Linked DNA regions of Mus musculus: regions 2, 3, 4, 5 and 6 are each linked to region 1. Evidence: chromatin contacts called from public HiChIP or PLAC-seq, capture Hi-C and promoter capture Hi-C data. All regions are on one chromosome and are shown on one strand. The core of a region is the stretch at or near the end of the contact, and the rest is flanking DNA. Distances in the headings are between cores, read along the strand shown.

What was found. HiChIP or PLAC-seq counts read pairs in DNA pulled down with a chosen protein or histone mark. Capture Hi-C pulls out chosen DNA fragments and counts their contacts.
Region 2: an H3K4me3 HiChIP or PLAC-seq map of stem cell-derived neural progenitor cells shows a contact between it and region 1, with 13 read pairs. The contact joins the enhancer-like site here to the promoter of 1700016J18Rik in region 1. A contact is called at or near these places in 5 of 39 promoter capture datasets (hippocampal neurons, liver, pre-B cells and 1 more) and 4 of 115 datasets of contacts at active chromatin or transcription factors (bone marrow-derived macrophages, embryonic stem cells, neural tube and 1 more).
Region 3: a contact with region 1 is called in a capture Hi-C map of embryonic stem cells, with 4 times the contacts expected there. The contact joins the promoter of Nr2e1 here to the promoter of 1700016J18Rik in region 1. A contact is called at or near these places in 5 of 39 promoter capture datasets (cranial neural crest, hippocampal neurons, liver and 1 more), 1 of 115 datasets of contacts at active chromatin or transcription factors (bone marrow-derived macrophages) and 3 of 9 other capture datasets (adipose tissue, embryonic stem cells and macrophages).
Region 4: an H3K27ac HiChIP or PLAC-seq map of thymic regulatory T cells shows a contact between it and region 1, with 5 times the contacts expected there. The contact joins the promoter of Mical1 here to the promoter of 1700016J18Rik in region 1. A contact is called at or near these places in 1 of 39 promoter capture datasets (liver) and 1 of 115 datasets of contacts at active chromatin or transcription factors (thymic regulatory T cells).
Region 5: an H3K4me3 HiChIP or PLAC-seq map of bone marrow-derived macrophages shows a contact between it and region 1, with 5 times the contacts expected there. The contact joins the promoter of Sec63 here to the promoter of 1700016J18Rik in region 1. A contact is called at or near these places in 8 of 39 promoter capture datasets (the 3T3-L1 cell line, cranial neural crest, embryonic stem cells and 4 more) and 5 of 115 datasets of contacts at active chromatin or transcription factors (astrocytes, bone marrow-derived macrophages, extraembryonic endoderm stem cells and 2 more).
Region 6: a contact with region 1 is called in a promoter capture Hi-C map of adipose tissue, with 5 times the contacts expected there. The contact joins the promoter of Ostm1 here to the promoter of 1700016J18Rik in region 1. A contact is called at or near these places in 5 of 39 promoter capture datasets (embryonic stem cells, hippocampal neurons, liver and 1 more), 2 of 484 Hi-C or Micro-C datasets (embryonic stem cells and muscle stem cells), 2 of 115 datasets of contacts at active chromatin or transcription factors (bone marrow-derived macrophages and embryonic stem cells) and 1 of 9 other capture datasets (adipose tissue).

The regions. Positions count from the first base shown.
Region 1 is chr10:42,016,378-42,021,030 of GRCm38.p6, forward strand. 1700016J18Rik (a long non-coding RNA gene) reads left to right here and starts at 1,777. Exons shown (of 3, transcript XR_871596.3): 1 at 1,777-1,884; 2 at 2,231-2,535. It overlaps Armc2 (armadillo repeat containing 2), which reads right to left and starts at 2,005. Exons shown (of 18, transcript NM_001034858.3): 1 at 1,816-2,005.
Region 2 is chr10:42,612,049-42,616,812 of GRCm38.p6, forward strand. No RefSeq gene overlaps it. Among named protein-coding and RNA genes, the nearest start is that of Gm38491, 31 kb to the left of the region's middle. Within about 2 kb of position 2,148, at least 68 of the 459 cell types and tissues checked have an H3K27ac peak or open chromatin away from gene starts, as enhancers often do. A contact at or near this core is called in stem cell-derived neural progenitor cells, where this site is marked.
Region 3 is chr10:42,580,101-42,584,935 of GRCm38.p6, forward strand. Nr2e1 (nuclear receptor subfamily 2, group E, member 1) reads right to left here and starts at 3,490. Exons shown (of 9, transcript NM_152229.3): 1 at 2,782-3,490. The coding sequence starts at 2,806. Gm38491 (predicted gene, 38491) reads left to right here and starts at 3,692. Exons shown (of 2, transcript NR_169130.1): 1 at 3,692-3,766; 2 at 3,880-4,835.
Region 4 is chr10:41,474,361-41,478,550 of GRCm38.p6, forward strand. It overlaps Mical1 (microtubule associated monooxygenase, calponin and LIM domain containing 1), which reads left to right and starts at 1,954. Exons shown (of 24, transcript NM_138315.2): 1 at 1,954-2,180; 2 at 3,650-3,954; 3 at 4,068-4,190. The coding sequence starts at 3,697. It overlaps Gm51797 (a long non-coding RNA gene), which reads right to left and starts at 3,680. Exons shown (of 2, transcript XR_003948996.1): 1 at 3,314-3,680.
Region 5 is chr10:42,759,671-42,763,989 of GRCm38.p6, forward strand. It overlaps Sec63 (SEC63-like (S. cerevisiae)), which reads left to right and starts at 1,826. Exons shown (of 21, transcript NM_153055.3): 1 at 1,826-2,218. The coding sequence starts at 2,095.
Region 6 is chr10:42,676,942-42,681,480 of GRCm38.p6, forward strand. Ostm1 (osteopetrosis associated transmembrane protein 1) reads left to right here and starts at 1,975. Exons shown (of 6, transcript NM_172416.3): 1 at 1,975-2,456. The coding sequence starts at 2,043.

The sequences.
Region 1 (4,653 bases), core at 527-3,026:
GAGACAGTGACATCAAGGGTGACGGGCACCAAGAACAGAGGGGACAGTCAGAGACAACACAGAATGGACAGATCCACAGGGGTCAGAGGGAGGCCAGGAGCCCTTTCAGAAGAAACCAGAAGAGTTGTGAACTCTGGAAAGAAGAGGGAGGCTAAGTTGTCGCTTGCATCTCACTGTTTGGTCTGTGGTATCAGATGCGACCACTACAGGATGAACATCATCTGCAGGACGATGGGGAACACCCAAACGGGTTTGTTGTTGCTGTTTTAATGTGTATGGGTGTTTTGCCTGTGGATATGTCAATGCACCACAAGCATGCAGTGCCTGCCAAGGCCAGAAGACAATACTGCATTCGCTGGGACTGGACTTGTGAGCCACTGTGTAGGTTCTGGGAATCAAACCCTGGTCCTCTAGAAGAGCAGCCAGTGGTCCTAACCACTGAGTCATCTCTCCAGACCCACGTGTTATTTGCATGTGTTACTTTCTTCTTCTGGCCTCAGAGGGCATTACAGGCACACTGTACACACACATACACACAGGCAAACATTCATACACATAAAACAAGAATAAATATATCTTTAAAAACCCCTATCTCTACTGTTTGCTACCAACAGCCACCAGAGCCACCTCCTTCATGTTAAAGACAACATTGCCCATCAACATTGCCGACATAGGGTTTGCTGGTGCACCCTCTTTCCCCAGCAAATCAAACACTCAGGGCTCTTTCCATGACTGAATTACTTTGGCATTAAATGAGCATCCAAACAGGTGCAAGAAAAGTGCTTAGATGTCAGAGCAAGTGTTAAGTCCCCCGAGGATCTGCAGCTCTGTGACCTTGAAGGGCATTAGACATCTCTATACCCGAGTTCTCTTCTGTTAAAAAAGCATGGATAATGACCAACTCTCAGGGCAGCTTTCAGCATTGCATGAAATGTCCAAATGCTTTAGCACGATGCTAGCTAGCTCTTACAATACTAAGAAGTACTGTCCAAGTGCTGGCTGGTCAAGAAAGATCTTCCTAGAATGAAAATACTCACCAACAAGAGAAGTCACAAAAGAGACTATCTGTCCAATGTTTTCATGCATATCATAAATTTAAATTTTCAACTAGAGAATACCATCCTTGATTTAAAAACAAAATAAAAACAAACAAACAAAAAAACCCAGCGTTTTTATCTGAATGTCAGTTATCCCAAATCTATGCAAACTGCTAGTCAAAACCTTAGGGATTTACAAAAATGGGATACATATAGTGTGACTTATTTTCTACCAAACGAAAAGAATATGATGTCGGGATGGAAGAACCTGCGGTAATACTTGTGGCATGGGTTGTAAGGGGCATTCTGTATACATACGGTGTAATTAATATTGTTCCACATACACTTTATTGAGGAGTCATTTGTTACCTAGGAAAATCCTAGTTTGTTCTTGTGGCCTGCCTCCACAGAGTCCCTTAGTCTATCACTCTCTCATTCAACCAGTGTTACTGGTTACTCCTGTTAAATACCAGGCAACTGACTAAATGCTCACAGTTACAGAAGCTGACTCCTGTGCAGACCCCGAGAGTATGCAGCAGCACCCCTCGACCCTATCTGGGAACAGAAGAGAGACTGCAGGAGGGGTCCCTGGTGAACCTGCAGGGGACTCCTCACCTCCCGCACGCACAGCTGCTCTCCCACTCCCGGAAAAGCCCGCTCCTTCACCGGTCCAGGTTAGGGCCGAGCGCCTCAGCATCCTCACCTCGCCCTCCCGCCCTCCCGCGCACCGCCTTTGCCCTGCTGGCTAGCATCTCCATGGTAACCGTACACAAACCACCTTTCGCTGCAGGCCGAGCGGTCAGCCTACAGATCCAGGACGCCGCAGAGCGAAGCGGGATGCGCTGGAGTAGGTGCTGGTTGGGGAATCCGGGCTCGACTCAAAACACCTGTGACAAGCGCTAGACACTTAGACCCCGGCGGAGTGTGACGGCCTTCCCGCTCTCGCAGGGCAGCAGGGACCAGGAGGAGGGGCGGGGCGGGGCGGGGCGGGGCGGGGCGGCCCTGCTCCACTCTCCGCCACTGAGCCTGCGCCAATCCCTCTAGCCACGCACGCGTAGCAGCGTCGAGGCGTGGCGAGGGCCCGTGCGGGAGCGCGGGCAGGAGCATACCCACAGGGGAAAGGCAAGAATGGGTGGAGGGGAGTCTTCTTTTACATTAGCAATATGTTCAACCATGTTTGTTTCTCCCCGTAGGATCTCCAAGACTGTTAAACAACTGGCAGAGGAACAATGTAGTGTTTTGGGAAAGAGTCGGTTATTGATTATAGACGTCAACGTCCACCTGGAACGGTTCCTTAGCATCTCATCTCTTATGCTTCAGGCAGAGAGTGCTATCCCTGTGTGTGAATAGCTGAATCGTGGGCCGTAGCAAAATAAATGTGAAGAGCTGTGAATGTAGCAGTGAATGTTAACCTGTTGGATATCATTAACTCCTTGCATTTGGGCAGCACTCAACCGTTTGTAGAGCGAGCTCACAACAGAGCAACTAGGGACCCAAGGTGAGATCAGGAAGGAGCGATTTAAGTCTTGGGTTGCTATGGCTAGTCGCTGTGTGTTCTTACTGAATCACTACAACCCAACAGGGGAAGAAAAAAAAAAGAGTCCTGTGTATATGTTTCTAATTCAAACTCTGTTTGCGTCTACACTGGATCATTGGGTAACACTTGTGAAATACAAGCGAGGCATAAGCTCTAAATTTACACTACGGTATATAAACATAGGGATTATCAGCAAGTGTTGTCAACACTGGGAAAATGCCGTATTCCATGGTGCCAAGGGTCTTGTAAAGAATAACTAAATTGTATCTATTTTGCACAGTTAATACCTTTGATGAGAAATGACACCTGGAACACTGAGTAAAGGTTTTCCAAGTGCTTAACAAGATTTCCCACATCACAGACAAAGAAAACTCAATCATTGATGAAGTTTAGGATCCCAAACTAAATATTATTTTTCACTGGGAACAGGATCTATCCTATGAAGTCCCATTTGTGTGTCACCAGACTCAACTGTGCAAAAGGACATTGCCTGTTGTATAGAAAGCATAACTAGCATTTTGATCTCATAGTTTGTGAGATATGATAAAATACAAGTCCATTTGGGTCTCTTGGTGGCTGTTTATAAATACAGGTGTCTATCTGACCCTTCATGGAGAGTCAGACTTCTCCAAATGTTTTGTTATTAAATGACTGGTAATCTGATATTAACTCAACCTCAACATCTTTCTGAATGATGGTGGGTGAAAAATGAGTATATCGATAGCCAATAGAAATTCAGCTTTACATCTTCTTCTCACCCCAGATTTGCGGTCCACAGTGAGCCTTCCCAAACGTTGCAGTAGCTGGCTTCTAAGTCTAAAAGTCTCATCTCCACTGAAACATGAGCTTACAAACCTGTAAAACAGACATGGCTTGGACCTATAATCCCAGCATGTGAGAAACTTAGACAGGAGGATTACCTTAAGTTCCAAACTAGCCTGAGCTGCACAGTGAGACCCTGTCTCAGAAGACAAAACAAGACATCAAAACCAAATCTGTTTGTTTGTTTGTTTTTTTACCAACAATTGTTATCTATGGTCTTGTGTCTAAAATGTTCATCTAAACTAGACCTTGTAAGCAAACCATTGAAATATGAAGCCAGTCAACCCAGCAGGCCAGATGTCAGCCAAGCAGGCTAGAAGAACCGAAAAGAATGACAGAGACAGAGTTATAGGAAATAATTACTTGAAGAGATAAATGGCATATACCTTAGTTTACTGTAGAACAGTCTATGGGAAAATATTTAGGCTACTTACTACACAGAGGCCTATGTGGCTGATTTGGATGTTCCTCCAAAATTCTACACAGATGGGATTTTGTAAAGAAGGGATGACTAAACTGTGTTTCATAGACCTTAGGGGAAAATGATTAGTTATAAATATAATATACTTATAGAGTTTTATTTGTAGTTTCCAAATTGATTTCATTTGGAACATCTCCTTCTGTTGTCTTCTTTGGAGTTTATAATAATCTGGAAAGGTTCTTTGATGATTTATTTATTTGTTCTTATTTCATGTATATTGGTGTTCTGCCTAAGTGTCTGGGTGAGGCTCTTGGATCCTCTGGCACAGATAGCTGTGACCTGCTGGGAGTTGAGCCCCGGTTCTCCAGAAGAGCAGCCAGTGCTCTCAACCACTGAGCCATCTCTCCAGCCCTCTATTTGGATTTGAAGTCGGAGATTTAGAAGCCTAAGTAATCTGTTCACAGCGCGCCCGCAGCTTGTAAAGGGATGTAAACTGGTGTTCTTGGTACCAAAGTCCAGTAGACTGTCCTGCCATTGTACATACATAAACGTAATATTTCAGTCCAGGGATGAGAGGTTCTCCCTAGCCTGTGATGGGCTCTAGGCATCGAGAGGAAACTTCAGAAACTTCACCTGATAATATTCCCACCGAACTTCTGGGTACTGAGTTAACAAGAGGAGTCTGTAAGTGGTAAATTGACAATATAAGTATTTGAGCTCTCTGCTATGAAAAATAAGCAGGGGTCCGGGTAGGTCTGGAGAGATGGCTCAGCAGTTATAAGTGCTTGCTGCTCTTGCAGAAGACTAGAGTTTAGCTTCAGGAACCCACATAGAGT
Region 2 (4,764 bases), core at 898-3,397, 600 kb after region 1:
CTCCTTTCCTCTTCTTTCCTTCCCTTTTCGAGACAGTTTCTCTGTATGGTCCTGGCTGTCCTGGAACTCTCTCTTAGACCCGACAGGCTTTGAACTCACAGAGATCTTCTTGCCTCTTCCTCCTGAATGCTGGGATTAAAGGTGTTCATCCCCGCCCAGTTTCCCTTTACTTCTTAATTGTTTGTGCACATATTGCACCGTGTGCTGTGGTCAGATGAAGGTGCTCAGGGCTCGCTCAGGGTTCTCTCCTCCCACCATGGAGCTTCCAAAGACCAAATTCAGGTTGTCAGGTTTGCTGCCTTCACTGGTTAGTCTCACCAGTCTATGCTATGTCCGTTCCCTCCCTCCCTCCCTCCCTCCCTCCCTCCCTCCCTCCCTCCCTCCTTTCCTCCCTCCCTCCCTCCCTCCCTCCCTCCCTCCCTCCCTCCTTTCCTCCCTCCCTCCCTCCTTCCCTCCCTCTCTCCCTTCCTCCCTCCTCTCTCCCTCCCTCTCCCCCTCCTCTTTCCCTCCCTCCCTCCTCTTTCCCTCCCTCCCTCCTTTCTTCCCTCCCTCCCTCTCTCCCTCCTTCCCTCCCTCTCTCCCTCCCTCCCTCCCTCCTTCCCTCCCTCCCTCTCTCCCTTCCTTCCTCCCTCCTCTCTCCCTCCCTCCCTCCCTCCCTCCCTCCCTCCCTCCCTCCCTCCCTCCCTCTCTTAGAGTGTCAGATCCCTTGGAACTGGAGTAATGAATGGTTATGAGCTATCTGGTGGGTGCTGGGAACCAAACCTAGGTCCTCCAAACAAGAAGGCCAAGGGTTCTCAGTAATGAGACATCTCTCTAATCCCTCTCTTCCCATTTTTATAACACACAAAAAAATGGTCATGATGTGGTATTGAGGTTTTTCTGTGGTTTTTGTTTTTGACAGAAACTTTGGGGCATGTGCAGTAAAAATGATTCTTACCTTTCTCTGTCTCTCAGTCTCTATGGAGATCAAATCGGGGGGCTCTTGCACGTGTGCTGCTGACGCTCTATGACTGAGCTGTAACCCCACTTTCGCACCCCACTGCTCTGGTTACCGATTTTGACAGAGCAGTCTTCTCCTCTGACTCTGCGATATGGTTTGCCCTCCATTCACACGATTAAAAATATTTGGGGCAGAGGAGAGCGTGGCTCAGTGGTAGCGTGCTTGTCTTGAGTACAGAATTGGCTGTGCACATCGCCCAGCTCCGGAGAGAATGCCTGGAAGCCAGGCTTTCCAGTTCAGCCTACGGACTCAGACCTCACCTCAAAAAGAACAAAACCAAAAACCCTTCCAAGCTCAACCCCTGAAGATCAGAAAAAGCCCGACTGTCCTGCTCAGTTTTTGTGCCCCCCAGGCGAGTCAGAAGAAGCCTCAGCAAGGGTGGTATGCTTGGAGCATTTCCTAGGGAGGTGACTCGGAGGTACCCAAGCCCCTGCCTGGTCCGTCTTGCAGCCCCTCCACATAAAGGCTGGTAGCTGCTGCAGTAGCAATTTTCTCTCTAAACCCAAGTCTCTTTTGTTGGCTTGCAGAGGCTTACATTCCAAAAAAGGTAATTTGAAAGTACTGCTGAATTTAGATGCGTTTTTGCTAATTTGTTTTTATTATGCATAGAAATATTGGTATAAAAGGTGTTTCAATTATTTTCTGAGGGAGGGGCCTATGTATTCTCTGCAGCCACAAAGCTTTTAAATGGAGTTATTTTTCTCAGCCTATAATCGGTCTCCCTTTTAAGTACCCCACCAGCAAAAGTAAGTTTACTGCTCCCGGCACAATGGGCCTCTTCAGTTTTTAGGTTTGGGAGACCTGGGTGACCTACGAAAGTTAATTAGAAGGTTAACAAAGACGAAGACAGAGTCGAATCCATCGCCTCTCCTTCAGCCAAAGATGTCATCCATTAATTAGGGAAATCATTCAGGTGGCCTCTATAGAATCCATAGAAAATCTGTCGGTGGCGGCGCACAGTTTTGATCAGGTTTTCCTCTCCCCCAGAATGCTACCCTTAATGGTACGAAAAGCAGCGGGCCGGGGTGGGGCGAGGGCGCGGGAGGGGGCGGGAAGGATGGGTTTCAGGCGCGGGGCAGTTAACCAGCCGCCCAGCGCCCGCTTTGATTCTCAGGCTGCCCCGCATACTTGCAGCATGATGTAATAATCCTCATTGAACCCGGGCGAGCGAGCGGGAGGAGGGTGGCGCAGCGGCCGCCAGGGCCCGCAGCCTGCTCCCCGGAGCTGGGCGACTGCGGGAGGGGGGGAGGCCGAGGCGCCGTGGGGGGCCCCGGCCTTCGCATCCTCATGGGCCACTCCTCCCGGACTCCTCTCCCGTCCCCTAGGACCCAGGACTTCGAAGCAGTCGGTCACTCGAGGCAGGAACAACCCAAGCAGACATGACCCTCTTCCATCCGTTTTTTTCTCCACCCCTTTCTCACCACGTTCATCTCGAGTTTCTGATTTGGATAGTCCAGCCTGCACGGTTTCAGTTTGGGTAGTAGGGACATAGCATACCTTTTTTTTTTTTTTCTTAATGTAGATTTTTAAAATAATAAACCTTTTAAACCACTTAAAAGCTGATTTGTATTTGTGGGTCAACATATTTATATTCCCAAATAGTAACTTGTGTGCTTTCTGGAGAATTTGGGTTTGGTTTGATGTGATATCATCATCATCATCACCACCACCGACACCACCTTCATCACCACCATCATCCCATCGTAGTTCTTTTAGACAGAATTTAATCATGTTGCCCAGGCTTCAAGCTCACTATGTGGTCCAGGCTGATCTAGAACTTGTGGTACACCTCCCAAGTTCTGAGACGACTACAGCACACACCATGCCGGACTATTTACTTATTTTACTTCCAGGGATTGAGCGATATTCACTGAACTATGTACCCTCAGCCCCATAGGAGACCTTTGTAGCTGGTGCGAGCTCTGAGTTGAGCCGCACACAGTGCCTGTGTGGCTTCTCTGCCCCAATATTGCTTGTGAGGTCTGGCCGCTTGGCCATCCTGAAATCCTCCTGAGAAGAGCTTTGTCTCAGACGGAGAATGTGAGACACGGGAGTGGGGTAGGACTGGAGTGAGATACATTTTAAACGAACTCCCTGAGGATTCCAGTTCACACTTGTAACAGTAAGCCATGGTCGGGAACTGAGAAGGGTAATTTTATGCATCGTCCAGGATTCTGTGTGCGCTTGTGACCTTGTGACGTGCCTCTGGGTCTGGTTAGTGGTGGCCATTTGTCAACACAAGCTAGAGTCAAATGGGAAGAGGAACCTTCACGCAGAAAAACACCTCTGTCAGACTGGCCAATCGGCAAGTCTGTAGGGCATTTTCTCGGTTAGTGATTGGTGTGGGAGGTCCCAGGACGCTGTGAGCAGATAGTCCTGGGTTGATAAAGAATGAGCAAGCCACGGAGGAGCAAGTCGGTGAGCAGTGCTCCTCCGTGGTCTCTGCCCCCAGTAATGGACCACAACCTGGGAGGTGAACTAACCCTTTCTTTCCCAAGGTCAGGATAGTTATCATAGCAACAGGAGCCCTAACCATAGGAGGTCAACGATTACGTGGGTGGATTGAGCCTCCTGAAGGTGGGTGCCGCCCAGCCAGTTGAAGGATCAGCGGACCTTCCTAGGAATGGCTGACCACCTTTGAGATGGGACAGTGGTGTTTCCTTCCCCATCCCCACCTTGAACTCTAAAACCGTGCCTGTGTCTCTACATCAGCACCCACACTTGTCCGCCTGAATAATGCTACCTGTCAACCCCACTTCTGTTCATGCATCTATCCACCCACCTTTCCGTTTGTCTTTCTCTGGAGCCTTCCTTGACAATTATAGACCTTTGCCCGTGCTCAGTAAGGGGTTATTGTAACAGTTACCTGTCCTGTGCAGGCATCTTTGGGACTGGACCCTTGAGCTAAGACTTTTGAACTGTGTCTAGATCATGGCTTCTGAAACCGTGGGTTGTGATCCCCACATGGGAGTGTGCAACTGACTGTATGAGTTTGGCAAGTTTGACAACAGTAAAAGATTTCAGAAGAAGTAGCTACAGAAATTAACTCAAAATCAAATGCATAATGAATCAGGGTGCTTCTGGGAGAGCTTGTCTGTGTTGTAGCCCATGACCCCCAAAGCTTGGTTCTGAATGCATGCTTCTGTGGGCTATCAGACATGCAGTGCCAAAGAACCCCATCAAACACTCAGATCGTGTGCTACGCGTCGAAGTGTTTTTAGTATGCATATAAAGCCTTCCACTCCTGTCGAGATATAATGGCTTAATTACTGAAAACAAAGGCACTGAGTATTTTTCAACTGTATTGCTTGGCATGTAAGTATCAGATTAATATAGTTTAGCATTGTTCTGTTAGATTATTTGATTATTTAAAATTCCCATCTGAGTTGCAGACTCCCATACACACATGCAAATTGTTAACGAACATTTGACTTGATATTAGGACAGAATTTCTAAAAGAAAAATTGTTAAATGGCTCCGAACTCGTGTGAGCAGTGGCCTGAGCATGGATGGCTATAAAATGGAAACATCAGTCAACTTTTATATTAAAAAAAAAAAAGGTCGAGGGTGCTCTGCATTCTGTAGTATCAAACATTTGGCAAGATTTTATTATTTTTAATTTTTAATCTTTATTTATGTGTACGTGTGTATGTCTGTGGGAGTATATACCACGAGGTCAGGTGCTCATGGAGGCTGGAAAGGGGTACCAGACCACCCACCCAACGTGCAGTTACAGAACAGGGGTGCTGGGAACTACACTATCC
Region 3 (4,835 bases), core at 2,240-4,739, 570 kb after region 1:
CTATTAAGGGCTCAGGAGCACTGTCGCCCCAGCTGCCCTTCTCGTCCCGGCAGCACTGAGGGTGAGCCCGAAGGGGAAGCAGTGGCGGGCCGCTTACCCAGGCTTCCCATCCAGATTGGAGCCTACGGTCACTAATTTCTGGAGAAGACGAGCTCAAGGTGGATGACCCTTTTCTGGCTCATTGGTCAGGATGCCGGATTGTCACCACTTGGGCTTGCTGCTCGGCCTTAAGGGCTGACTTCCCCATCCAAGCAAAGGAGAGCCAGAGAGAGAGCTGGGTTGGGGCGGGGCACAGAAGGGAGGGAAGCGAAAATTCCAGGGCATAGAGGGTCGACGCCTCCGACTCCACCAACCAGCCACGTTAAGGTGACTTGGGGTCACAGACAAGCTGGTTGACTGCGGCGTAGCTCTTCTCTTTTAGCAAGCCGAGCGAACTCAGATGTGAGTCGAGCGAGTTTCCTGAGGCTGGAAAACGGTTCTTAACTTCCCTCCCCAGGGGGTCCCCTCAGGGCTTTTTGTGGGTCATAATTGCCTAAAGATATATGGCAGCTTCGATTACTGTAATTACCATCAGAGGCTGTTGAAAGAAGTTAGTCTGGGCTGCAAGGGTGACTGGTCAGGGTCTTGGTACCACCCAGGCGGGAATCCGGGTAACAAGGCTCTGTTCTCCAGCCAGCCAAGTAAGATGAAGCCCTCCCTGCCTCGAGACTGGCCCCACTGCTCTCAGAGCCCCCTCACTGCCTGGACCGCAGGGCCACAGAATTTCCGCTGGCCACAGCCTGGGTCTGAAAACCTGGATGAAGCGGCACTTTTTGCAGGGTCTGCTCCCTCACCCAGAGAGCAAAATTTTCAAAGCCATCGGGCACTGACTGGAGTCTCCAGGCCTTCAAGGGCAATCTCCAAGGCTTGATAAGCTAGAAAACTCAACTTTCCCCAGAAATTGCCTTCTCACGTCATGTGCCCACCCTGACTCCCAAGTCCAGAGTCTGCCAGCCAGCATCTGTCTTGTTCACAGGGCTGGGGTGCTGAGCTGAACGCCTAGCTTCGCACCCACCCCTTCCCTCTTCTCCGAGGACCCACTTTTCAAGTTCCATGGAAGCTTCGAGCTTCAAATCTCAAGAGACAGGTTTGGCTGTTCCAGGGTGAACGTGCCAGGGAGGCCTCCCAGGCCCTTCAACCTCGGTGTTGCCTGGCATGCAGGTTTGTAATGCAGCAGGAAGGGTCTCCTGTTTCTCTTGGGAAAGATACTCACCCAGAATTATTATTATTATTATTATTATTATTATTATTATTATTATTATTATTATTATTTCTGAGCCTGCACTACTTTCCAGAGCTCAGAACAGCCAGGGCAAGGATAGGCCAAGGCTAATGGAAGCCGTGGTCCTGCCCAAGTGTCAGTTGTGCACTGAAGCTGTGGTGAAGTTTCCTTCCCTGGGCCCTATCTCTGACCGTTTTCCCTTTCTTTCTTTCTTTCTTTCTTTCTTTCTTTCTTTCTTTCTTTCTTTCTTTCTTTCTTTCTTTCTTTCTTTCTTCCTTCCTTCCTTCCTTCCTTCCTTCCTTCGTTTTTTTTTTTTTGACGTTCACTTTACTCTAGTTTTTAAACTCAGCACCCAAATCAAAACAAGCGCACAAAATGAAAACACAAGCCACTTCTTACGGGGGCGAGAGGTGGAGGCGGGAACTGCATCCATCCTAAGTGAGACTTCATTATCAGTCCCCAGAAGTAACCAAGACTCTTCCAACTTTCAAAGACCCTGGACAATGAGGGCGAGTGAAGGGGGAGGGGGCGGGAAGGAACTCACAGAGAGCGCCAAAAATGTTATGGGGGGGGGGGGGGACTACACCGGTGGCTAGCGAGTTTCAGGGTGTGCGCACTATACACAGACCCTAGAACTCCCAGCCTCCGGCCTGTGGAAGGCGGGAACTGGAAAGCCCCGGGGAGACCGTTGTACCGCGTAGGCGCCCACCACGCCGGCTCAGGCCTACGCACTCCGAGGGTCTGCAGATTCTGTGCTCGCACACGCCCAGCTGCCCTGCACTTCTGCCTGTCTTTGGAGGTCAACAGAGATCAGTTGCAGCAGTGCGGTCTATGGGAGAGGAAGCTGGAAGAAGAAGCGTCCGGAGTGAGCAGGCCGCAGACTCCTGTCGGTGCTGGGCTCCCGCTCCGAAAGTCCTTGGGATTAGGGATTTGGTCCTCTCTTTGCTAGACTGGCTCGCCATACTTTACATTCCCCAGTTATGACCTACGCGGATTTAGGATTAAGGAAAATGTGACTTTTAAATGGTTTCTGCTTCCCGGTTTTGCAGGATTATTTGAAATAGCTGGAAACGGAGTGCAAAGCATTCCATTCGAAATCCGCTTTTTGCAGAGTTGCTTTTGCGCGCTGCAAGCTCTGAGTTTTTGAGCGGCTGCGTTATTGTGCGGCCGCCTGGAGCTGCGGCCCAGTTCCCGCCCCTGGCTCACCCCTCCCACCTTCGGCACCTGCAGCTAAATAGAAACAGCAGGCTGGACCGGTGGGCTGCCACGGGTCGCAACCTTCCTGATACACCGGGGAGACCCGGAAGAGCTAGCATCCAGAAGCAACGAAATTGCTCTCCCAGTTGCACGAAACGCTCCAACGCAACAGTCTAAGAGAGCTAGGCCAACGGACATACAAGCCCGAGAGAGTATTACTCTGGGGCTCAAATTCAGAGCTCTCAGAAGGACCATCCCGGCCTCCCAGCCTGCCCTCCCCAGGCCACGCGCCAGGACCCCGCGGCTGCCCGAGCGGTACCCACTTGTTGATCCGGCGGGCTTGCTCATGCTGGCGGTCCCGGGGCGCAGCGGTTGGTGGGCACTGCCGGATTCCCGACCCACGGCGCCCACGTCGCCGCCGGCCGCCGCCGCTCTCCAGCCGCCCTCCAGCCTGCGAGGCTCCCGGGCGGGACAGACAGGTGGCTATTGGTTGTGCGCTGCCCTGCTCTCCCCGGCGCTCAGAATTCGTTCCACAGTGGAAATGTAAGCATCCTTAAGTTTCTTTCCCGGCTCTAGCAAAACTGCAGCTGCTGGGGATGCGGCTTGATGTGGACACAGTCTTGAACAGACAGATGGAGAGATGGACAGGCAGGCTGAAGAGGGAGGACAGCGCGAGGGGAATATGGAAGGACAGAGATGGAGACACGGAAATGGTCTTCCTACGGAGCAACGAAGGCGAACTTCCCCTCGTTCCCCATGCTTGGTACTGCTTCCAATCTCTCCCTCCACACAGGCGTGCAGAGTGGGCAGCTCTCTGCAGACTGCAGATCTTCTGTGGAAAGGCGAAAATCACAGCCGCAGTCTCAGAGGCAGATTAAGCTCCTCGCTGCCGGAGCCCCGGCGCCGAGAGGGGAAACTAGATTGCTGGGAGATCTTCCAAGGGGAGAGGTGGCCAGATCCGAGTTTCCGGGGACAGCCGCGCACGCAGCGGCGAAGGGTCCCCGAAGTTCATTACCCTGTGACTTTGTGCCTGTCGCTGCGGGCCGGGTCTCTGGTAATATCTCCAGTAGCGCTCTGACAGGCAGCCGCGGGGAGGGGAATAGGGCGTCCCTGGCCCACTTAGCTTTTCCCCCAACTCCTGGCGGGGTCTGACGTCAGCCATGTGCGGGGAGGAGATGGGAAGAGGGAGGGGGTTAAATGCTAATGATATTAATGAACCTCCAAGCGGCTTCCAAAGAAAATGCAAGCGCTCTCGGAGCTGACGAGTTGAGAGTGAATACGGGCAAGCGGCTCCGTGCGTGCGTGATGGTGAGGACGGAGCCGCTCTTGTAATAAAAAAAATATGAATTTTTATATTTCACGGGAAGGGAGGAGGGGAGGGGTGGTGGGGCTCTCTCAAAACGCTTTTCCCCTCTCTCCAGAATGCCAGACAGATAGATTCGTGGAAGATATTGGGTAGCTGTGTCTGTGTATGATTGTGTGCGCCCGGACATGGCCATGTGAGTTGGTTCATTGTTGGTCTCGCGCCCCTTCTGTTGGGTAAAACTTGGATCTGGCCCGAGGTGAGTAATTTATTCATTTTGCAACTATCTATGGAAAGCCAGAGCTGAGGTCGCGGTGCGCGGTCTTGGGGACTGGGCTGGGATCTTGCGGTCCCTCGGCCTCGGCGTGACGGCTTTGGGCACCGCCGCGGGGAGGGCTTCGCCAGCTTCTTGCAAACAAAACCGGCCAACCCGGAGCTGGCGGCGTCCCTCTCGCCTCCATTGCGTGTACTGAGCAGCTGAGAGGCAAAGCCTCAAAGCCTTCCCTCCTGCGGTTGGTCCCCAGCGGGCGTCGCTGGCTTACCCCTGCAGGCCTGGGGACTCTGGAGAGCTCCGCCACCTTCCTCCCCAGCCGGGTCGCCTACCCGAAATCCTAGAGCTCTCTGGCATCTTGGTCGTGGCGCGGCGCGGGGACAGCGCGCGCCGAGGGAGCCTTGATCTCCGATCTCTAAGAGATTAATTCTATTTAAGCTCCCTCCGCCGCTTGAACTTGTCGAACAAGAGCTTGCCAGCCTCTCCTCGGGGCGTGGGCCCGGCCGGGGGTCAGAGGTCGCGCCTCCAGCTCTCCAGACCGAATTGGAGGCTGGGGGCTGGCGAGCTGTGGACAGCGCTCCTCCTGGTCGCTAGCCCACCCTTCCCGCAGCTCCCTCCTCACCTGGCCGCAGTGCCTGTTGGAGTCTCCCGTGTGACTGCCTGGCCCTGCAGATCCAAGGACCGGGTCCCAACTCGAAAGGGCTGTATGCTCCTGTCTCAGGCCTCAGCACGTGAAAGCAACTTTTCCCGGATTGCCCGAGCCTGGGAGGCAAGGAACCAAGAGCAGCACACACAGCAACTAC
Region 4 (4,190 bases), core at 704-3,203, 540 kb before region 1:
CACACACACACACACACACACACACAAAGAGGATCCTGTCCTTAGTGCCTCGAGACTTTAAACTAAGCGGCTGCTAGTGTAATGTTTTCCAAACCCATTAGAATGGGGCTCTTTGAAAATTGAATTTTCATGTGTGGGACATTTATTTTATTTAATCCAACATGAACTATAGTCAGTATGACTAGGCCAACTACTTTTAGCTCACATAAATACACAACTTCGGGTCATAACTCAAGATCCTAATAAGGGAAAAAATGCTTGTTTTACTCTGTACATTTCTGAGAATCGGCAACACGGAATAAAAAGGCCCCAGACCTGAAACTAGCTAAGGAAGTTGGGTCATTCAAAATGCTTCCATTTAGAGACCAGGAGACTGAGGTGTGTGTGCTGGTGGTGACTTTGAGACACAGTAGGCCTGGTACAGAAATCTGACAGAGAGACAGACAGACAGACAGACAGACCTTCTGGAGTCCTGAAGCTCTGTGGCTCTAAGGTGGGTCTTTAACTAGCAGCAAGGAAAGCTGGAAATCAGCAGGTTTTTAAGAGCTGAGGAACTCGTTCTGTGATCCTTTTAAAAGGCAGCCTTCACAGCCTTTAAATTTGTTGCTCATAGAGCCACACAACCCTGTTTGGCTACAACTGAAAGTCTCTGGGGGAACCTGGGTCTTTGTAAACAAGACACAGTAAGTTGCTGTAGTCCATCTGCTAATAAAAGGGAGAGGCATGATCCTGAAAGCCGGAAGCCCATCTCTACTGGGCTTTTTAGAACATTTTTTACACTGTGTGTTTAAGTATGGGTGTGTATGACATTCTGCAAATTTGTTCCAAGCAAAATGATGTCACTCTCAGGAACACAAGTGGGCCCAGCTCAAAGGCTTCCTGGCTTCCAAAGTGTGTGGCCTGGCTGGATTGTTGGCCTCTCCTGGCAGAGGGCTGGCATTTCCTCTTGCTTCTCTCTCTGCCTTCTTATCAGCTGCAGCTGTGTGTGTTTAGAGCTCAGGACTTACTGGGTACCCCAGTATATCTGGACAAAATGCAAAATGATTTATTCAAACACAAACCCAAAAAGATAGCCACTGGACCTTGGCTTTTGTTGGTCCCTGGACCTCAAGAAGAGAGATGTAGCCATTTTTTCCTAGGTTAAGCACTTCTGGGGTAGCGATTTTACTTCCTCATGATGTCAAACCTTATTTCAGTCCCGTGGTTTAACAGTGGTAGGTTGGGATCCAGAAAGGCCTGGGGCTGATAGCATCCATGCCACTGGCTGGTGAACATGTGCAGTCATGAAGCCTCATTGACATTTCAGTAAAATAGGTTTTGTTAATGCTCATGCAATAAATGAGAACTGCTGTTTTATTAACTTTAAAGCTGCTTGATTTTGAACAATTCCTTTCATGCTACAATTTCTTAACAGGAAATACTAAGAATTTGATTCCAAAGTTCCCTAGCATTGTCTGAGTCTTGACTTTAGTTCTGCACATTGAAGTTTTATCCTCTCCCACATACCCTTACCATCCTGTTTTTCTTAGTTGAAAACACACACACACACACACACCTGGTTGTGTGTGTACCTGGTTGAAAGATGTGGACCAGGACTTTAAGCTTTGTCTTTAGCCTGAGCCTGGGAGCCAGCCGACCTGTCCCAGGAGAGATGGACCCCCGCAACTGGATCGCCTGTGGCGCCAGGGGTGTGAATTTATCGGTGGGAGAGGTGAAGAGAGCTCAGACATCTGGCGCCACTCTCGGTTCTTGCAGCTTCAATAAACTTCTTGCCGGAGGCCTGCGCCCGCTCGGCCAGCTCTTGGAAGTGGCCTACAGCGTGGGTACCACCGGGGCGGACTCAGGCACGGTCACTCAAGTCTCTGCTCTCCCTGTCCCTGCCTGGCCAGACCGTTTGGAGGCCCCCAGCAGCCCCTGGTGTAGGCAGAACCACGCCCTACAGCACCACCCGGCAGGCGTGGGCGGGACCCAGGCTGTCCCCAGAGGAGGACTGCGGAGTACGGAGGTTCGGAGTAAGTCTTCCTCTGTGCTCTGCGCTGGCGCTGCGGTCCAAACTCTTTGGAACTCCCCGGTTTCTGCCACCAGGCATCTCTTGCTTTCCCTGCGCCACCCCTTCCTCTGCCCCTAGGCCTGGGACACCCTTCCGACAGGAAGCGGCTCTTCCAGCCCCAGAAACGCTGGTAAGTAATCCAGCGATGCCTGCTGTGCGTCCTCCTGCTCGCTGGGCTGGGGGTGAGGATAAGGAAGGGGGTGGGGAGCGCTTCCGGGGAAATGGGGTAGGGAGCCACGCCTGGCTGGTTTGGCGGGTCCTCTTGCCGGCCCTACCCAGATGAGCGCCTTTGTGCAGATTTTGCTGTCTAGAGTATTGGGAGCTCTCACCCCCGCTGCTCAAGGTCCAGCTCTCCATCCCTTTAGACGCTCCACCAATGGCACATCCTTTGTGCTTGTTTCCAGTCTGGGTACCTCTTTTATTTCCTTTAGCAGAGGTCGCTCCAACCCCCAGTCTCCCACTTCCAAGAGGGACTCCTGTCCTTTCTGAAGATCTATCCACTCTTGTCCTAGTGACCCCCTAGGGCAACCTTTGCCTCCTCCTACTACGCGGGCAATGAAGGGGCTGCTGGGGGATGATAGATCGGCCCACAACCCCCCCACCCCACCACCTAGTTGCCTCTCCCACCGAGAGCAACCCATCCCCCCATACTCTTCATCTCTTCCGGTGGCAGCGTGAGAAAGCCCTCCAAGAGCCCTTAAGCTGCGTGTGGGCTGGAGGGAAGGAAAGGGGTACAAAGAGAGGCCTTGTCTCCAGAGATTCCTGGGAGAGCACAGAGGAACGCCGTGGGAGTGAGGCTAGGGGTCGATTAGATGTGAGGGTCTGCGGAAGGGGTTGCTAACCCCACTCCTTCCCACAGCCCGTTGGAGCAGCGACGCAATCTCTTCTCAGGGGAAGTGTTTTGACCACAGTGAGTCAGAAGGTCTGTCATGCAGACAACAGTCACAACATTCTCAGGCTATTTGTGAGGGTAGTTTGGGTGGCTGAGAAGTGGAATCTACACAGGCAGTGTTGCCCCTTGTCAGGAGGCAAGCACGTGGAAAAGAACTTTGCCTTTGGGGAGAGGCACATCCTACAACCAGCGTGGCACTAAGTTCGCCAAAGGGCGCTGGCGAACAGAGACTTAGGAAGAAATGGGTGTGTGTCTGTGAGGCAGCCGCAGTTGAACTGGGGTGTTAGTTCCTGCTGTCTACAAGAAGGGAAACCTCCGCCCCCACCCCACCCCTGGCAGCCCGCTGAGAAACTCCCCCGTGTCCTACTTACAGGTCCTAGGGAACGCCCACTACAATTTCTTGTCCCCTGGGCCTCGGAGATCGCATATGAAAGCTGCCATGACACTGGTCGACAGGAGGCTCCCTTAGCATCCTTGTGCCCAGGACTACTGTGTTTTCATTTCTAAATTTGGCGAATTTCACTTTATAAGAGATAGCTGCTGTCTCAGAAGGGGTCGGGGGTGTGGATCATGGCCTGGGAGTGGACTGGAAGCAGAACCAATCAGAGGTGGACCCTGAGCTCCCTTGTGACAACGGCCTGCGCTGCTGGCTCCTCCCCCTTTCTTTTCCCTCCCTCCAATCTTGCCTTCTCTTTTTTTTCCCACAGACACTGGGTTTTCTCCCAGCTGCTCCTGCTGTCAACAGGGGCCCTACATGGCATCACCCGCCTCCACCAACCCAGCACATGACCACTTTGAGACCTTTGTGCAGGCACAGCTGTGCCAGGATGTACTGAGTAGCTTTCAGGGGCTCTGTAGAGCCCTGGGAGTGGAGTCTGGTGGGGGATTGTCCCAGTACCACAAGATCAAGGCCCAGCTCAACTACTGGAGTGCCAAGTCACTGTGGGCCAAGTTGGACAAGAGAGCGAGCCAGCCTGTGTACCAGCAAGGCCAGGCCTGTACCAACACCAAGGTAGATATGTAGAGTCTGGGAGTGGTGTGAGCATCAGGGGAGACAGAAGGAGACAGGATGCTACATACCCCCCCACCCCCACCCCCCACCCCGGTGTGTGTGTGTGCTTGCAGTGTCTCGTGGTAGGTGCCGGGCCTTGCGGACTTCGGGCTGCTGTGGAGTTGGCACTGTTAGGTGCCCGAGTGGTACTTGTGGAAAAGCGTATCAAGTTCTCTAGGCACAATGTGCTCCATCTC
Region 5 (4,319 bases), core at 576-3,075, 740 kb after region 1:
TCCTGCCTCAGGATGGCCCTAGTTCTGTTCTGATTTCATAGTCCAAGTTTCTTTTCCACTTCTAAGTTTCCCTCTTACAATAAAGTCCTTGGAAACTTTACGGGGGAGTGGGGGGGGGGGAACAAGGCAGAAAAATGTAGCAAAAGTGGCTTTCAGAAATGTGCTGTTAAATTGGAATTTGAAAGGGGAGACAGAATACTTGTGAACATAATCTAGTATAAGGGGAAGCATGACTCATTATGATAAATACTGGTTTTGAGACATTCAATGAAAGAGCTTGTGTAACCAGATTTCCTCTCAGACAATGGAAGGCATATTGAAAAGCCATGTAGTTAACTGACTAGTCTTGAAACAATCCTTAAACGCTGGTGCTGGTGTACAGCTTTATTCCCAGCACTCAGGAGGTAGAGGCAGGCTGATCTCTGTGAGTTCGAGGCCAACCCTGGCTAAAGAGTGAGTTCCGGGACAGCCAGGGCTACACAAAGAAACCCTGGCTCAAAAAGAAAAAAAAAAAAACACCCCCCCCAACAAAAAGCAAAGTAAACAAAACAACAACAAAACGGGCAGTTAAGAGCACTGAATGCTCTTCTGAAGGTCCTGAGTTCAAATCCCAGCAACCACATGATGGCTACAGTGTACTCATATACATAAAAATAAAAAATGAATCTTAAAAAAAAATACAGCAGAATGTTTGTACTTGCGCGGTAGCTTCTCTTTTTAAAGATATTGCACAGTTTCCTTTACTATTCACAGCGGTCCTGTGTAAAGTGCCCTGTGTCCTCTTGATCCACAGAGGGCAGTGCAGACACTGGGACCCACCCTGCTAAGGCCACCACTGGACTCTGGTGGGATCTTTGCAAGGTTAGAGGACTATCCTGCAGTTCAGCTGACTCCAGCTTGAGATTCGGTGGCCAGGAGCAGAGAGTGACTGCCTCTTCAGATTGCCCACAGGTTGCAGGGGAGTGCCAGCGGCTCTTTGGGGCGTCAGAGCGATCTGGGTTTGGATCCTCAAGCCCTGAGCAAACCCAAACCATTGAGCGTTACCTCTGGAAAATGTTTTGAGTCTGAATTTTCTCATCAATAGAGCATATATGACATTGGTTCTCAATATGTGGGTCCTGACCCTGTTAAGGGGGAGTTATCAAAAGACCGTTTTAGAGGGAGTATATATATCATGCACATCATATATTTACATTACAATTCGTAACAGTAGTAAAATTACAGTTATGAACTAGAAATGAAAATAATTTTACGGTTCGGGGTCACGACAACATGAGGGACTGTATTAAAGTGTGGCAGCATTAGGAAGGTTGAGAGCCACCGATCTATATTTTGCTTTATTTCATGTTTTACTGACAAATTGAAGACATGATCGCTTGGGTCACAGAAAGCATTAGTGAACTGGCAGCTCCAAATACCAAGGCTTTGGAACTCTGAGGAGTTCCTTGCTCCCTATTCTTTTCATTTATTTATTTTTCCTTGCTCCCTATTTTAATGGCACTTGTTTCCATGAGGTTCACGTGGAGGAAAAGTGAGAGGGATAGGAGAGAGTGGAGAGGTTTGGCAACCTCGCTTAGGTTGCAAAAGCTCAGGTCCCAATCGCACCTAGGACGCTCGCCTCTGCTCACTGCTTGGGGGACCCTGGCAAGAAAGCTCCTGGAATCCGGGAAGGGTGCTGGGAAGGAAAGCCTGGTAAGCAGGGGGCGGGACCCGGGGGCGGGCTTATGGAAAACAGAGGGCGTGGTCCGTGGCTCAGGGGCGGGGCCGCGGGCGGGGTCCAACAGAGTTTCTTTGCTGCGCGCGCCACGTCTCCCTCAGTGAGCGTGTGGAGGAGACGGCCGGGGAGGGAACAGCCGCGTGGGGCGGGAACTAGCTCCTCTCGCGAGAGTTGGCGACGGCCGCGGCGGCGGCGGCGGCGTGTCCGTGAGAGCGGCGTGGGGGCGGGGAGGAGAGCGGCGGCGGCGGCGGCGGCGGCGGCGGTAGCGGCGTCCGAGCTACGCCACACGGGGCCGGGGCGCTGGGAGCCGGGAGCCGGAGCGCAGCGCGGGGTCGTGGCGACGGCGGTGAGGGGAGCGCGGCGGAGGAGGCGGAGCCATGGCGGGCCAGCAGTTCCAGTACGATGACAGCGGGAACACCTTCTTCTACTTCCTCACCTCCTTCGTGGGGCTCATCGTGATCCCCGCCACCTACTACCTCTGGCCGCGAGACCAGAACGCGGGTGAGTCCCGTCGGCGGCCCGCTCTGGCGCGCTCGGGCGGACGCTCCGCTCCGCTCTTCTCCGCTCCGCTCCGGGCCGCGCCGTCCTGCCCGCCGGTGCTGCTCCGCGTCCCAGGGACGCCGCCTGGGCGGCGGGGCCTGAGGGCCGCTGTCCACGGGGCCGGAGCTCGGCGGCGATTTCCGGGGCTGTCCGCCCGCCTGCGTGGTCCGCGGGAGTTTGGCGGGGATCCGATCCGCATTGTTCTGGACGCCCCTCGCCTGCCGCCTCTTTGTCTCCCCAGCCTCGGCTTTGTTGGGTGTTCTTTCTGGAGGGAGCGGGCTGGGCTGGGACGGGGGGCGAGAGAAGAGTTGGCCGAGGGGGAATAAGAGCGTGTGGGCACAACTCCGCATCCTTCGCTCCCGTCACCCTTTCTCCCTCTTGTCCCGGTGTCCCCGCTGCAGCTGTTGGTACAGATGTTTGGGGGCACCCCTAAGCTGGGTGTCATGTTTGGGACTTCCAAGTGAGCTCACCAGCAGCCCACCCCGTCACTTCCTCCGGTTGCTTTTTTCATTTGTTCAATCACATCGTGGGGGTTGGAGAGCGCTGCCGTTATTCCTTTTATAAAAGCACAAATAGGATTTTCTCCGTTTCCTTTCCTCTGGAGTTTCCTGTTTACAACGGAAAAGTGCAGGCATGAAGGATTAAGCGGGATTCGTTGATGGAAGGAGGTAGTTGGTGGGGTCGCAAGCTCCTTTGCTTTTAGTTCTCGAGTCTTTCCACATTAAAGGTCGCGTCAGAACGCAACCCAGTGCAGTTTCCGGGGATGTTAGGTTTAAGATTGTAATGTTGGATTCTGTGTTGCACTTTACTAAGACATATGGCACCGGTTATTCTTAAAGCTGATGGCACTTACAGCAAGCGCCTAATGGGTTATTTCTGGTGGTGGTAACCATAATTAGTAGGTTTCGAGTATAACAGCGGCTCTGGGGGAGAGCGTTCTGTGTCTGCTAAGTTGCTTTTAGGTTGGGTGTGGTGATGATCTAAGTTGTCTAGGTTGTGCACTGCAGCTTGGGAAGAATTGTTAGCAGTGAAGCTCAGGACTTGTTACACTTTGAAGAGAGAGTTCAATGTCCTATAAAATTATCTAGTTTCATAATAGAACTCAAGTAAATTTAAGATAAAGAGCAAGCAACACTTGCATCTCTTTTGTACATTTCACAATAAGCGGAGTAGCAACAATTTACCCAAAGTTACTAGCCTCCGTCGTTTCTCATTCTGGGTTGCTTTATGAAATTTTCACTTCGGACTCTTGAGTTCTGTGTTTCCAAGTTTGTTTAGATATATATATATATATTTTTAAATCAGTGGCTGTATGTACTTTTGGTGTCATAATACAGAAAATGTTTTTTTTTTTTCCTTGACTGCTCGCCCACTTAAGCCAATTTTTTCAGTATTTTAAGTTAAATGCCCAGTGTGATGGCTCACAAATATTATTCCAGGCCTTTGAGAGGTGGAGGCAGGATGATTAATAAGAGTTCAAGGCCACTGACATAGGCTGCATAGTGAGTTCAAAGTCAGTCTGGCAACCTGAGAGATGTCCTCTCAGAAATAGGCCGGCAAGATGGCCCAGCAGGTAAAGGGCCCTGGCGCTTACCTGGCAACTTGATTCAGCTCCTTGGAACTACAGGTTGAAAGGAAAAACTGACTCTTAAGTAGTCCTCTGACGACCTCAGAGGACTACATCCACTCCCATACTTAGTGATTAAATAAAAAGAAAAAAAGAAACAAAAGCAACAAGGAGGGAGGGCCCACTTTTCAGTAGTCATTTGTTCACTGCTTTTAGAAGATAAAGGGGTGTTGGGATGGTGGGTTGAATATAAGGTCTTCTTTAAAAGGTGGTGAGGAACTTGGTATGGGACGGCACATTTCTTTAATCTCAGTACTTGGGAGACACAGGCAGGCAAAACTGAGTTTAGAGTCTTTGCCATATTTGATATGGCAACTGAACTTATTTTGTGAACATTATTAGTGGAATCTTTTTGTCTTGGTTTTAATGTTTTGAGTGGGGCTAAGTATACTTAATTCATACTCCTTTTAATAGCAAAAGGTCCTCTGGGCTCTT
Region 6 (4,539 bases), core at 725-3,224, 660 kb after region 1:
CAGCCTGATCCATAGGCAGGGAGACGGAGAGGGAGTGATAGACAATCAGACAAATATATACATACATACATACATACATACATACATACATACATACATACACACACACACACACAGACAAAGACACTGGGCCTGGCATGGGCTTTCAAAACCTCAAAGCCGACTCCCAATGACACCTCTTCCAACAAGGCCATGCCTCCTAAATCTTCTGTAAGCAGTATGTTACTAGGGAGTAGACATAGAAAGATATGAGCCTATGGTGGCATTCTCATTCAGACCAGGACATGATGATAATAACTCCAGAGTCTCAGACCTTTGAACACTTGGTCCCCCGTTGGGGCACTGTTTGCCAAGGTTTAGGAGGTACAGCCCTGATGCAGTGTCACTGGAGGTGGGCTCTGAGAATGTAAAGACTCCCACAATTCCCATTCATTCTCAGCTTGTGCTCAGTGTTTAAGATGTGAGTTCTCAGTATCCTGCTCCAGCCTGTTGCTGCCTCCCCTGCCGCTGTGGATGCTAGCCCCCTGGAACCATGAACACAACACCTGCTGAACCATCTTGCTGGATGGCCCTACAATGGTTTTTTTCCTATCCTATTCTTTTTTTTCTTTCTTTCTCTTTTTAATTAATTAATTAATTATTTTACACTCCATATTTTATTACCCCCCCCAACTCTCCGACTGATCCACATCCCGTACCTCCTCCCCATACCTCTGTCTCTACATGGATGTCCCCACCCCTCACATCCTACTCTTGAGCACATTATATCCTGGCCTCTTGCTTTATTCCAGTGTCTACTGCAATGACTTATTAATAGGCTTTCTTTTGATTTGTTATTATGGTTCTCTCTCTCTCTCTCTCTCTCTCTCTCTCTCTCTCATGTCTCTGGGTTGACAGAATGCTTGCTTGCTTAGCACACACCAGGCCCTGGGTTTGGTCTCCAGCACCACAAACACCTGGCAATGGGGGTACATGGTGGCACTTTCAGCAGGGAGGCAGGAAGATCAGAATTTCAAGGCCATTCTCTGGTATAGCGCAAACATGTTTCTTAGTGTGTTAGAGAACTAGCCTGAGTTACATGAGGCTTGTCTCCAAGAAGAAAAATACCTATATGTATTAATATTATATAATGTATACATATTTATTATCATAACATATATTATACATTACATAATATACAATATAACATATTACAACATATCATAAAATGCTACGTGTCACATATTACATGTTATATATTAATATTACATATTATGTTACAATATGTTATGTAATATATGGTATAATAATCGTATAATATAGAATATATAATAATAACATAGTGGGGTATGCTCAAGTGTATGTATTAGGTAGGATTTCTATTGCGCTAAAACACTACACCCAGATCCGAGCCGTACACAGGTGTCACTAGTCAGATAGTTATATTTAAATTAAGTGACATTGGACAATTAGTTCTATCATCGTAGTAGCTACAATTCAAGGGTTCAGCTGCTACATGTGGGTAGTGGCTTCCCTATTAACTAAGACGTGGACTATATTCATCACCCCAGGAAGTTCTGTTCGGGGTAGATAGTTGAGAATTAAAATCAATCAATCAAGCCTTTTGAAGCCACAAGTTCCAAAACCAGAACTGCCAACGGATGTTATCCACTCTCCAGAGGAGATGAAGAAATTTTACTAATCCAGAGCCAATGAAAATGAACACCTGCCCAAACCATCAGTCTACTGGGTTTTTCTGGGAGCTCACTCGGCAGTCATCTCCCTGGAGTTCCAGCAACCAGAACAAACTCCACAGGCTCATGGAAGGCGGGGAACTGCAGGGTGCAGAGCGTGCAAGACGGAGGCCTGGGATGCACTGGGGTTGCAGCAGCTCTACAGACCTCCAAGCGGGGCGCGCTCACACCCGCGCGCCTCCGGAGGCAGGTGGGCGGGGCCGTGACGCACTCACCTCGTGACTCCACTCAGGGCCTGCGCCGGCCGAAGCCGGAAGCGGCTGCTGTCGGAAGCACCGGGCGAGCTATCTGTTACAGTCCGGCCCGGGGATGGCTCGGGACGCGGAGCTGGCGCGCAGTAGCGGGTGGCCGTGGCGGTGGCTGCCGGCGCTGCTGCTGCTGCAGCTGCTGCGGTGGAGGTGCGCCCTGTGCGCGCTCCCCTTCACCAGCAGTCGGCACCCAGGCTTTGCGGACCTGCTGTCGGAGCAGCAGCTGTTGGAGGTGCAGGACTTGACCCTGTCTTTGCTGCAGGGCGGAGGTCTAGGGCCGCTGTCACTGCTACCTCCGGACCTGCCGGATCTGGAGCCTGAGTGCCGGGAGCTGCTGATGGACTTCGCCAATAGCAGCGCCGAGCTGACCGCCTGTATGGTGCGCAGCGCTCGGCCCGTGCGCCTCTGCCAGACCTGCTACCCGCTCTTCCAACAGGTCGCAATCAAGATGGACAACATCAGCCGAAACATCGGGGTGGGTAGAGGAGCAGCCTCGGCACCTGGGGGGGGGGGGGGTTGGGAAAGTAAGGAAACGGCATTGGACGGTCTGTGGAGTTAGGGTATCAGAAACAAGCGGGTGACTTTAGGGGCTTATGGCTTGGAATGCTGTCCCCCTGGATGCTGTAAGCCGGCATCTTCTTGGGACAGGTTTGCTGGAACATTGCAGCGAACATACCCAGAGCCACCAGTTTCTATCAGTGTGACCTTTATTATTTTTCAAAGTATTGAGTTCGGTTCCATCCTGTTTATCAGCTTGTTCTCTGGCAAGTTAGTGACATTCTCTGCTTGTTTTCTCATCCGGAAAGTGGGGACAAAGAGAGGCCACACAAAGCGACATACAGTAATAGTTCGTGGTCGGTGAGTTGCCATTTTAGGATAGTCTGCCTTCTCTGTAACTCGAGAGCTTTCCTGGTCACTTGGAAGGTAATGTGAAGGACTTAATGAAGGCAAACCAAAAGAGGAAGACACAGTCTTTGCCTCTAAGAACTGTATAAATTAGGAAAGGATTACGGTGTCGGCCACCGTGAGAGTCACAGGGTTGCCTGGTAAAGGAAAAATAAGGAGGACACAGGGATTGGGGGTGGAAATGGTTCTTGCGTCCTGAGGGGCCAAGTAGTCTCATGAAAAATGTGGCTTCAGTTGCTTTAGAGGTCGTAATTGACTAAACTAAATAGAAATGTCAATAGGTGTATCTTGTTTTTAATCTAGCCTAATGTTACTAAGCAGATTTTTTTTTTTTTTGTAAATGGGGACATTCATTTGCATTAAGTAAAGTCCAGAGTCACTCTTTGTGGAAAGATTTGGCTTTCAAGGCAGTTTAAATAGGAGTGCATGCAGTATTTTTCAGATTCGCTCCTTTCTCTATGACTTTAATATGCAGCGTTGTATTTGATTTTGAGCAGTTACATTAAATAAGCTGTTTTTAGGGAGTCTTTTCATTCTATTTTAATTTAATTAATGTATTTATTTGTGATGAAGTTTCTTGTCGCCCTGACTGGCCTTGAACTCACCGAGTAGCAGAGGATCACTTGACCCCTCCTGCTTTCCCCTCCCAGGTGCCTAGATTACGGACGTGTCACTATGGTCTGGTTTTATGCAGCTGTGAATAGAACCCATGACTTGTCCACGCTAGACAAGCTGTGTACTAACAGAGCCCCAACCCTGTCTTTAAAGTAGTCTACCAAGTAACAGGCTGGCATCTCCTCACAGTAACAGTTTGTCCACTCTACATCTCCTTTTCTCCAAGTTCCTGCTTCACATCTCCGTTGTACCCTCCCACCTTCTGTAACTCCTCCCCCTTCCTTGTACCCTCCCACCTCTGTAACCTCCCCTTCCCCTCCCTCTCCGTTGTACCCCCAACTATCCATAACTCCTCCCTCTCCGTTGTACCTTCCGCACTATGACCCCCCTCTCCGTTTTACCCTCCCACCATCTGTAGCTCCTCCCTTTCCCTTGTACTATCTGTAACCCTTCCCCCTCCCTTGTATCCTCCCACCATCTATAACCCATCCCCCTCCCTCTCCGTTGTGCCCTCCCACCATTTGTAAGCCCTCCTTTTCAGTGTGACCCTTCCACTTTCATATCTCATGTGGTCTGTTACCCTCCCCCCTCCCTTCAGCTTCTTTTTGTTCCCTGTCTTATGGTCTCCTTCCTGATTTCCTGGCCTCTACTCAACACTCACTCCATGTTAATACACATATATAAGCATGAAAGGCTAGGATATGCATAGGATAGAACATGTAGCATTTGTCTTCCTGTGCCTAGATCATTTCACTTAATACCTGATTTTTTCAGTTTCATCAATTTTCCTGCAAATTTTATAATTTCCAGCTGCCTTTTCTTTAAAAAAAAAGAAAAAAACTTAAGTAACAAGGCCTCTTGTGGGCACAATGCCCATGAATGATGATGTTAACCTTGGGTCTTTGAGGCTATAGATGTTTTCCTTGTGTATGTAGATGCTGTGGAATTATGAGGCTTTAAAAAACATGATCCCAGTGGGCTAGAGTGATGGTTCAGGGGTTAAGAGCACTTGCTGCTCCTGCAGAGGATGCTGGTTC